2 separate regions of the Mus musculus genome follow, and region 1 is linked to region 2. A link is a contact called in public HiChIP or PLAC-seq data. All regions are on one chromosome and are shown on one strand. Each heading gives the region's core, a stretch centred on a gene start, on an enhancer-like site or on the middle of the called end of the contact. The rest is flanking DNA. Distances are from core to core; before and after follow the strand shown.

The links. HiChIP or PLAC-seq counts read pairs in DNA pulled down with a chosen protein or histone mark.
Region 1: an H3K4me3 HiChIP or PLAC-seq map of embryonic stem cells shows a contact between it and region 2, with 12 read pairs. The contact joins the promoter of Dlgap4 here to the promoter of Norad in region 2. A contact is called at or near these places in 4 of 39 promoter capture datasets (HPC-7-derived erythroid cells, embryonic stem cells, liver and 1 more) and 1 of 115 datasets of contacts at active chromatin or transcription factors (embryonic stem cells).

The regions. Positions count from the first base shown.
Region 1 is chr2:156,611,445-156,615,609 of GRCm38.p6, reverse strand. It overlaps Dlgap4 (DLG associated protein 4), which reads right to left and starts at 1,913. Exons shown (of 13, transcript NM_146128.6): 1 at 1,752-1,913. Gm14169 (predicted gene 14169) reads left to right here and starts at 2,188. Exons shown (of 4, transcript NR_040372.1): 1 at 2,188-2,324; 2 at 2,414-2,665; 3 at 3,036-3,143.
Region 2 is chr2:156,391,109-156,395,466 of GRCm38.p6, reverse strand. Norad (non-coding RNA activated by DNA damage) reads left to right here and starts at 2,488. Exons shown (of 1, transcript NR_024329.1): 1 at 2,488-4,358. All of the region lies in intron 2 of Gm14170 (a long non-coding RNA gene), which reads left to right.

The DNA of each region.
Region 1 (4,165 bases), core at 664-3,163, 220 kb before region 2:
AGATGCCAGTGGGTGCCCCGATACACTAGATACGTCACTGAGTCCTCTGAAAGCTCCCAAGTACACGTTCCACCCTCAGCCCCTGAGTGCTGCGCAGCCTTCCTTCAAAACAGCAAGTTCGGCTGCCAAGCAGCCGTGCGCCGGCCCGGGGCACAGCCCTCAAACCTGCAGCTCATCTCTGGCTGACACCAGCAGGATAGTCCTGGGTACCGGGTTCTGTAAGTCAGTCATCAGGCCCTGCCTACCCCACACTTTCTCTTGACTCGGGGCCCTGCCCACCTACCTCTCCAGTGCCCAGCCTAGCTCCACCTGGCCTAAATGGACGAGGGCTTCGCGGACACCACTCACAGGCACACCGGGCATTGCCCAGCTTCCGGAGAACCCACACACTCTATCCCACCCCAACCCCAATACAGACACAGGCACACACGCCTGCCCCACGTGCACAGACAGCATCGTCAGAAGCTACTGGGAACATACTCGGAGCTTGTTGAGCAGTCGCTGAAGCCCAGCTGAGGGGGAGGATGGCCCCCCAACCCGAGCCTCGGCTATCAGCCCGGAAGCCAGCTCTGCGGCCCCACCCAGTCCCGCTGTCCTTAACAGTCTGGCTCAGGCCCCTCGGACCACCCTTGGCCCAGGCAGCCCACAGTTTTCTATACCAGAGGAAGGGGAGAGAGGTAGCCACCTGAGGGAAGAATTCCACAGACTCCTCCAACAGGCATTCTGACATGGTCCTGTCTGGTGAAGCCACAGAGGCAGAGGGACCGGACCCTCCCCCACCGCACAGGAGGTGCCAAGAGTAGAGGCGGGGCAGTCCAGCCTCCTTAGGGCTGGGGACTGCAGCCCCCTCCCCCTCTGCATTTTCTACTTCCAAGCAGGTGGAGGTGCTGGGACATTCCCCCCCCCCCCATCAGCACAGTCCTCCAAGCGTAAGGTTCCCCATCCTTTGGGTATCTCCGCCACAACTGGCCTTCACCCACCCACCTACCCACCACCCTTCCCCCATTTCATTTTCCCCCACAACATCAACAGTCGGTGACAGCCCTTTCCGCAACACAGGCAGCATAGAAGAACGCGAGAAAGGAGATGGATGAAGGGCTGGATGGGGAATCCGACAAGGCAAGCTCTGCCCAAGGAGGCCCAGGGACCATCACTTGCCCAGGTAGCACATGTCCCCTCCCAGCAGGCCCTGCACATCTGGACCCAGCTGGCCTCCGCAGCCACCTGGTCTATCCTCCACCCGCTCTGTACGCGAACCCCCGTTCCCGCGGGGCGCCGCACGTGGGGGCCTCCCGTGGCCATGTGAGCGGCCCCCCCACAGCCCAGGTGCCAGGGTCGCTCGGCCCCTCCCGGGCAGACGAGCGCTCCGGGGGCGATGCGGCGCGGGGTCGCCCGCCCCCTCCCCGGATGCCCGGTCCCGGGGAGATCCCGGGAAGGGAGTACGAGCGTGCGGCAGGCTGAAGGCAAGGAAGCCCCGGCCGCCCGGACACGCGGCTGGGAGGGGGCTGCCGCTGCCAGCCGCCTGCGGATGGAGGGCCGGGAACCGCTCCTGCGCCCCGGCCAGGGAAGGGCCGACAGCATCGGAGGGGCCGGCCCGCGTCGGTCCCCAGGCCCGGGCGCCACTGCCCGTCAGAGGATCCGGGAGACCCCGTCGCTGAGCGCATCTGTCCCGGGGTCTGCCCGCGGCTGGGGGCTGCCCCCGATCTAGCCTCGGAGGAGGGTCTTGACGCGTGCCACCCCCGCGCGCTCACCTGCGCCCTGCGCTCGACCGCCTCGGTCCACTCGGCCTCTGCGCTGCGCCCGCTCCGCTCGCTCGCTCGTTCCGCTCGCTCTAAGCTTCGCTCGCCTAGGCCCCGGCCCCGGCCCCGGCCCGCGGGCGCCCCATGCCTCTCCTCCGGCCGGCGCGGCGCCCCAGATGCGGCTGCGGGAGGAGGAGCCGCGCGGCCCCGGCTCCCCGAGAGCGGCGGGGAGGGGGCGGGGGGCGGGGAGACGCGCGCGGGGGAGGGGGCCGCGCGGCTGCGCCCAAAACCAGGCGCGGATCAGGCCGGGGGCCCGGGGCTGCGGGGGACCGCGGGGGCCGCTCGGGGCCCGGCGCGCCACCCCCGCCGCCCGCCCGGGGAAGGGAAGGGGAGGGGAGGGGCACCGCGGCTGCGGACGCTGGGTGTGTAGCGGAAAGAGCGCTTGGGAATCTGCGACCGATCGTCCAGAGAGGGCAGACTACCGGAGCGAGGTTACACAGCGCTGGCCGCGGTGGCGCGCGAACTTGGAAACCTGGGTTATTGAGTGGGTCGGCAGGAAGGTGTTTTGGCTGCGTTCACTGTGGGGTAGGAAAACTGAGGCACGGGAAAGATGCGGCTGGTCTGGGTCTCGCTGCGGGAGTCAGGCTTCTTCTCACCCCTCTTTCTCCCGTTAGGGTTCTTGCCTCTAGGATCGGGTGCCCCCTCCCGGTGACCCGCTTCCTGGAGAACCCTTGTTTTGGGCAGCAGTACCTGGCTGGCTAACGCATCTCTGGAATTCGTGGCCGGGCACCTGTCCTCCCTCTCACGGGGGCTCTGTGATCACGGACCATAGTCCGTGCTTCTCCCTGAGCTCGTTTTTCTACCCGCACAATCGGGACCACATAAGCATCTACCTCCTTAAGAAACCGAAGAGATAAAGAATAGAGGTAAGCTCTTCGTACTGGATCATGGCATTCAATAGGTGTCAAATGGATGTGCCTCCTCCCCTGGCTCCCACACAGCTGTCCCTGGAGAATACTAGGTATGCAACTGAGGCTCCTCCAGGCCTCTTTCTTCTCTTCCACTGCCTGCCCACCCTCCTCACATCTCTACCCCACTATTCTAGTCCTAGCCTCTCCTCTTGCCTGAGCCTGCAATGCCCTCCCACCATCTCTCAGTGACAAACTCCTACTCATCCCTCAAGACCCAGAGCAATTTCATGTACCAGCTTCTCACACTACTGGCCCACCCATGCCTCCCTTCAAAAAAAAAAAAAAAAAAAAAAAAAAAAAACAACCAACCTTCCCTTTCTCCCAGGGTTTGTGCTGTTTGGACTCCCACCAACTACAGCTACTGGCCCAGAGGAGATCTGCCATGACCCATGCTGCAGGAATTGGCTTCCTGGCTAAGATAGGCAGAGGAAAGGTCAGTTTGGAGTCCTAGAGGAGGGTGAAGGGCAGGAGAGGAGGGACTGTAGGTTCAGGCAGCTGTCACTGGAGAGGAACAAGGTCCCTTCCCTTGGGTAGCTAAGAAGACCTCTATGGATTCGGAAGCCTCTGGCAGGGCTGAACAGTGGCCTTGCACTGTGTAGCTGGCTAAAATGAGCAGGTGTCGACCGGCCTCAGAAAAGGGTTTCAGGGCCTTGTTCACCGAGGCTTTACAGCAGCACTGACTATAAGTGAAAAGCTGATCACAGTCTAAACAGCCGTTTGTCTGGAGCCGGGTAAAACAGTGACCACAGAAGGCTGTCCCCATGCCACAAGCCTCAAACATCTGTTAGGACGGGTCACAGAGCCACACTTGGCTTGTGAGGACTCAGAGATGGATTTCATGACTTGTGAGCTTCACCTGAATTCAATATGATCTTTAAAATAATAATAACATTAACAATAATAATAATAATAATATGTAATTGGATTTTTAAAAAAGCAAGTTGCAGCTGGAAGAATCGGACACATAGTTGGAAAACAGACAACATAAGGCTATGCATTATTTGGGGACACTGGCATATGTAATATAAGAATACACACAGGAGTGATGAATAGCAGATTTTGACAAGTAGTGGCCCCGAGGACAGGTGATGGGAGTGTGGTAGAGGCTTCAGTGTCCCTGAAACAGTGTGCAGTCTCAAGTGCCTGTTGTGCTGTTATCTAGACATTTGTAAACCAGATACATTTATATTGTGATAATACTTCTTGTTACAAGTCAGGCAGTGTCTAGGAAGGGAACAGGGAGTGGATGCGATACTGGTTCTTGAGCAGGGTTGTGGCGTGGACAGTGACTGGGAGAGACAGGAAAGGCCAGAGAGGCTGCTGGGGCTGTGCAGGGAAGAGGTGGGAAGGGGAAGACTGGAAAGAGGAGAGAGACTGAGAGAAAGAAACCACAGGCATGCTTGCAGAGGTAGGGGTCACAAGCCCACATGGCCACAGACAGGGCCTGCACAGGGC
Region 2 (4,358 bases), core at 1,239-3,738:
GTGATGAGATCCTGTCTAAAAGAATCAACAAAGTGGCTGGAGAGATGGCTTAACAATTAAGGCTGTTCTTTAAGAGGACCCAGGTTTAATTTCCAGCACCTACATGGCAGCTCCTGTCTGTAACTCCTGTTCCAGGGGATACAACACCCTCACACAGACGTGCATGCAGGTAAAACACCAATGCATATAAAGTGCATAAAAATAAATTGTTTAAGAAATCATCACTGAAAGAAAGCGGGAAATGTGTATCACTGCTGTCTCTGGGTGCCAGGAATACCAGCTAGCTTGGCTGTGGGGGAAGCCAGAGTGCAGTAAAGGGACCACAATGGCTGATTCCTTGATATGTCACTGTGCCCACTTATCCGCCCAGCCCTCCTTCATGTCTGAAACCCTCCCCCATGGGATCACTCCTGCTCTGCAGGTGCTAAGTCTGGCAGGCACTTCTTTTGCAATGCTAGAGACCTTTGCTTCAGTTTTCTAGCCCTCCAGTCATTCCCCTGTCTCAGGCCCTTGGTCATCTACCGTAGACAAGAGTCTGTGGTCTTCTTGCAGCTTCTCATCAGAAAGGCCTTTCTGACTGGGATCCTGTGTGTGTTTACATCAAGAGTCGTAAGCTTAGGCTAGAGGTGGCTCAGTGGCAGAGCAAATCCTAAGCATGCCCATGGCTGTGGGCTCCACCCTCAGCACAGTTGTCAGGGAGGGCTATACTTACTATAGAGCTCATCATTCTCAACATACACGTTTTTTTCTTTCCTTACTAAATAGAAAAGTTCATCTTTTTCACTGAAGGAAGCACTTCATAGCTTTTTTTGTGATGTCCAATTTGCTAAAACCACTATAGCATTGTACTTTGGAACCATAATTAAATAAAAAATGATTTTATGACATTTTATTCTGTCTTTTTTTAAAAATTTGTTTATTTTATGTATGAGTGCTCTATCTGCATGTACACCTGTATGCCAGAAGAGGGCATCAGATCCCATTTATAGATGGTTGTGAGCCACCCTGTGGTAGCTGGGGATTGAACTCAAGACCTTTGGAAGAACAGACAGTGCTCTTAACTGCTGAGCCATCTCTCCAGCCCACATGTGTGTTTGTGTTTTCGTGCGTGTGCGTATGTGAGTGTGCGTTTTAACAGAAGCTAAAGGGGCTTTGGATTCCTTATAGTTACAGGCATCTTGTGCTTCCTGATGTAGGTGCTGGGATCCAAACTCTAGTCCACTGATAGAGCAAGCACTAACTGCTGAGCCATCTCTCCAGGCCCAAGGATAGTGTTGCCATTGGCATGTTTTGTGGGGCAGAAGAGTGCTTATTACACAGCCTTGGCCAACCTGGAACTTGCTGTGTGGTTTGATCATAGTCAGTCGGATAACTGAGAGAGTGACTAACTGACCAGTGAGTGGAAGCAGTAAACAACAGCACACATTACATCCTGGAAGGATGGTATGGGGCATCATGGACTATGGGCAATGTAAAACGTACACAGTGACTATTTGGGAAATTATCCACTTAGTGTTTCTGGGAAGCAGTTCACCTCTGGGTAGCTGAAACGAAAAAGGGAACCCAGGGTCAGGAGAACTACTGTATACCATACGTCACCATCTGCTGTAAGGGCTCTCATCTCTGACCTTGTCCCTGATTCCGCTGACTTTCATGGCACATCTCAAAGCCCTTCAGTGGCTCTCATTTCTGTCTTGTATTCATTGACCAGATCCAACCCTCCTCTCTTCCCTGGCCTTAGCTCTTTGTGGAGCAGGTAAGGCCTATGTGGTCCATTTCATAGCCTGTTAACTGTTTGCTGTTCTCTTCTGTTAGGGAGGCTCTTTACACACACTCTGTGAGACTATGTTATCCCTTGCCTCCTTCAAGACTTTGTTCCAGGGGACTGGAGAGATGGCTCAGCTCAGCTGTCTATAATTCCAGTTCCAGGGCATCTAAAACTTTTACACAGACACAGATAGACAGAAACAGACAGGCAGGCAGACAGACAGACACACGCACACACACACACACCACCGTGGACAGAAACTGTGAGAGGGGTGATGTGGGGGGAGGGGTCCGATTTGCCTTCTTAGCCTCATGGAATAATAAATTCTATGGGGTTGTATTTGAGTAGATAAGAGGCAAGCAGTTCACTATCTTACTAGGTAATTAGTTTATAACACCACTTCTAGTGAGACTAGTGTAGTACTTCAGGCCCTTAGGCGTTTGCCTATAATTATTTTTATAATGTATCACAAATTGCTGGGACTGCTAGTGTGGGCTTTTTCTTTTTTTCTTTTTCACTTTTGGCCTTTTATTCTCCCCTTGGCCTTCTAGTCTCTACAAAAGATGTAAAGAGACTTAAAGAAAAAAAGACCCCCGCCCCCAACCCCAGGCTCCCCCCCCCCCCCCCCCCCCCCGCTCCCGGCCGGAACCTTGCAGTTGGGGAAACGTTAGCTCTCCGGTGGTGTTTTTGCGGGCTTCCGGTGCCGCTCCAGCCTGGGCGAGAAGAATTGCCAAGTCAGTTCCGGCAGAGAGCGCAGCGAGCTCGGGAGTGTGGCCTTCTTCGCCCCGGGCCCCTCACGGCCTCGGCCCGCGCCGGGTGAGCCCGAGGGGCCCGGGAGCAGCCTCGGTCCCTACTCTGCGGACGCCAGGAGCCCTCGCCCTCGAGGCAGCCACCGGCTAGGCCACGCGGCCATTCCGCAGCGACTCTTGCCCTGCCAACGATGCGCCTGCATGGCGGCGGCCTCCCCGACTCCACCGGCGCCCTCTCTCCAGGGCCGGGCCCACCGAGGAGTCCCAGCCAGGCCTTCGAGGACGCCTCGAAAGTGGCGGCGAGCGTGGCATGACGGGAAGAATGGCATCCACCTGAAGGCCAAGGCTGGGCCTTCGGGGCTTCTGCGGCCTAAGGCGGCGGGTCTGAGCAAGAACACTCTGCCATCGCCGGCTCGGGACGGGAGGCCCACCCGTGGCCGAGCACGCAGACCTGGATGAACCGAGGCCTCGATGGGCCTGGACGAAGGTGAGCGGGGCCCCGAATCACGGCGAGAGGAACGATCGATTCTTGGGCCGCGGGTCTTCCCTCCACCCGAGAGAAGCCGAGACGCGACAACCGCAGGCGGCCATTCGGAAACGCTGTCGCCGTAGAAGTCCTGTGTATATAATATGAAAAAGCTGCTCTCAACCTTTCCCCCGACCCTTTTTAGACTTCTGGCTAAATCTGGACGTCTAACTGTAGAGATTGCCGACGCAGGGTAAAGGAGAGGTAGGAGATGACGTGAATACCCAGTCGCCATAAAAAGAAGATCGTGGACACGTCTTCTGCAAGTGATTTTGAAATGGAATTGTTTAGGCCGCCTCTAGAAAGACCCAGGAGCGACACTCGTCCCTGTTTGTTCAGTACCTTAGAGGATCCAGCAGGAGGAAGAAGAGGCCCGGAGCCAGATTGGTCGTGTGAAGAAGACGTGTCTCTCTTTTTTATCCTATTGTATTGTGTATGCATTTTAGTCCTCATTTCTTACCCCCCACACCATGTTTGCGTGTGTGCCTGTGTGTGTGTATTTGAGTGTGTTTGAAAATGCCAGGTTTTGGGGGTAATGTCTTTCTAGCTGCTCTGAAGTGCCTGCCATATTTTATAAGTAGTAAACATGCTGTAAATACCTTTTTGTTAGGATTCATTTGAATTATTGTTTGGAGAAGAAAAGCCAAACCTCTCCTGAGTTGACCGCATTGTGTTTGTGCCCTGGTTCCCAGAAGGAAATCCAGAGCTCTAAGCTACTGTGGTCCGTGAGTGGAAAGGAACCACTATCTCCCACTATCCCATTTTGTTTGGCTTTTCTTTGTACATAGTGTATGTAAAGGACAAAGGGGTCCTAATTTACAACATCTAGTCACTCTAGATGTTAAAGAGGTTGCCAGTGTATGACAAAGTAGAGTTAGTAGAACAACACTTTTTTTTTTTTTTTTTTTTACATTTTGTGTTAAAGTTGTAATTACTCTTGTTACGTGTGCCATTTACTGACTGCTGTGTATATAGTGGACAACAGTCCTTACTTGAAACATCTGGTCTATCTAGATGTTTAGAAGTGCCCAACGTATGTTAAATGTAGAGGTAGTGAAATATCACTTTGTAAATATCTTTTTGCAAACACTCATGAGTCGTTGTCTTTGGGGAGTGGGGTGATGAGCCCTCTGAGCAGTACTGTCTTTACTTGCTCCGGGGTTTGGAGGAGGTGTTGGGAGGCAGTGACAACGGCCATGTAGTGTGTGTGTATATGGGACCTTTTCAGATGCCATTTTTATATTCTTGCATTTTGTTTTGCTGTGTGTATACTGTATATAATGGACAAATATGTCTAAATTTTCAACATCTAGAC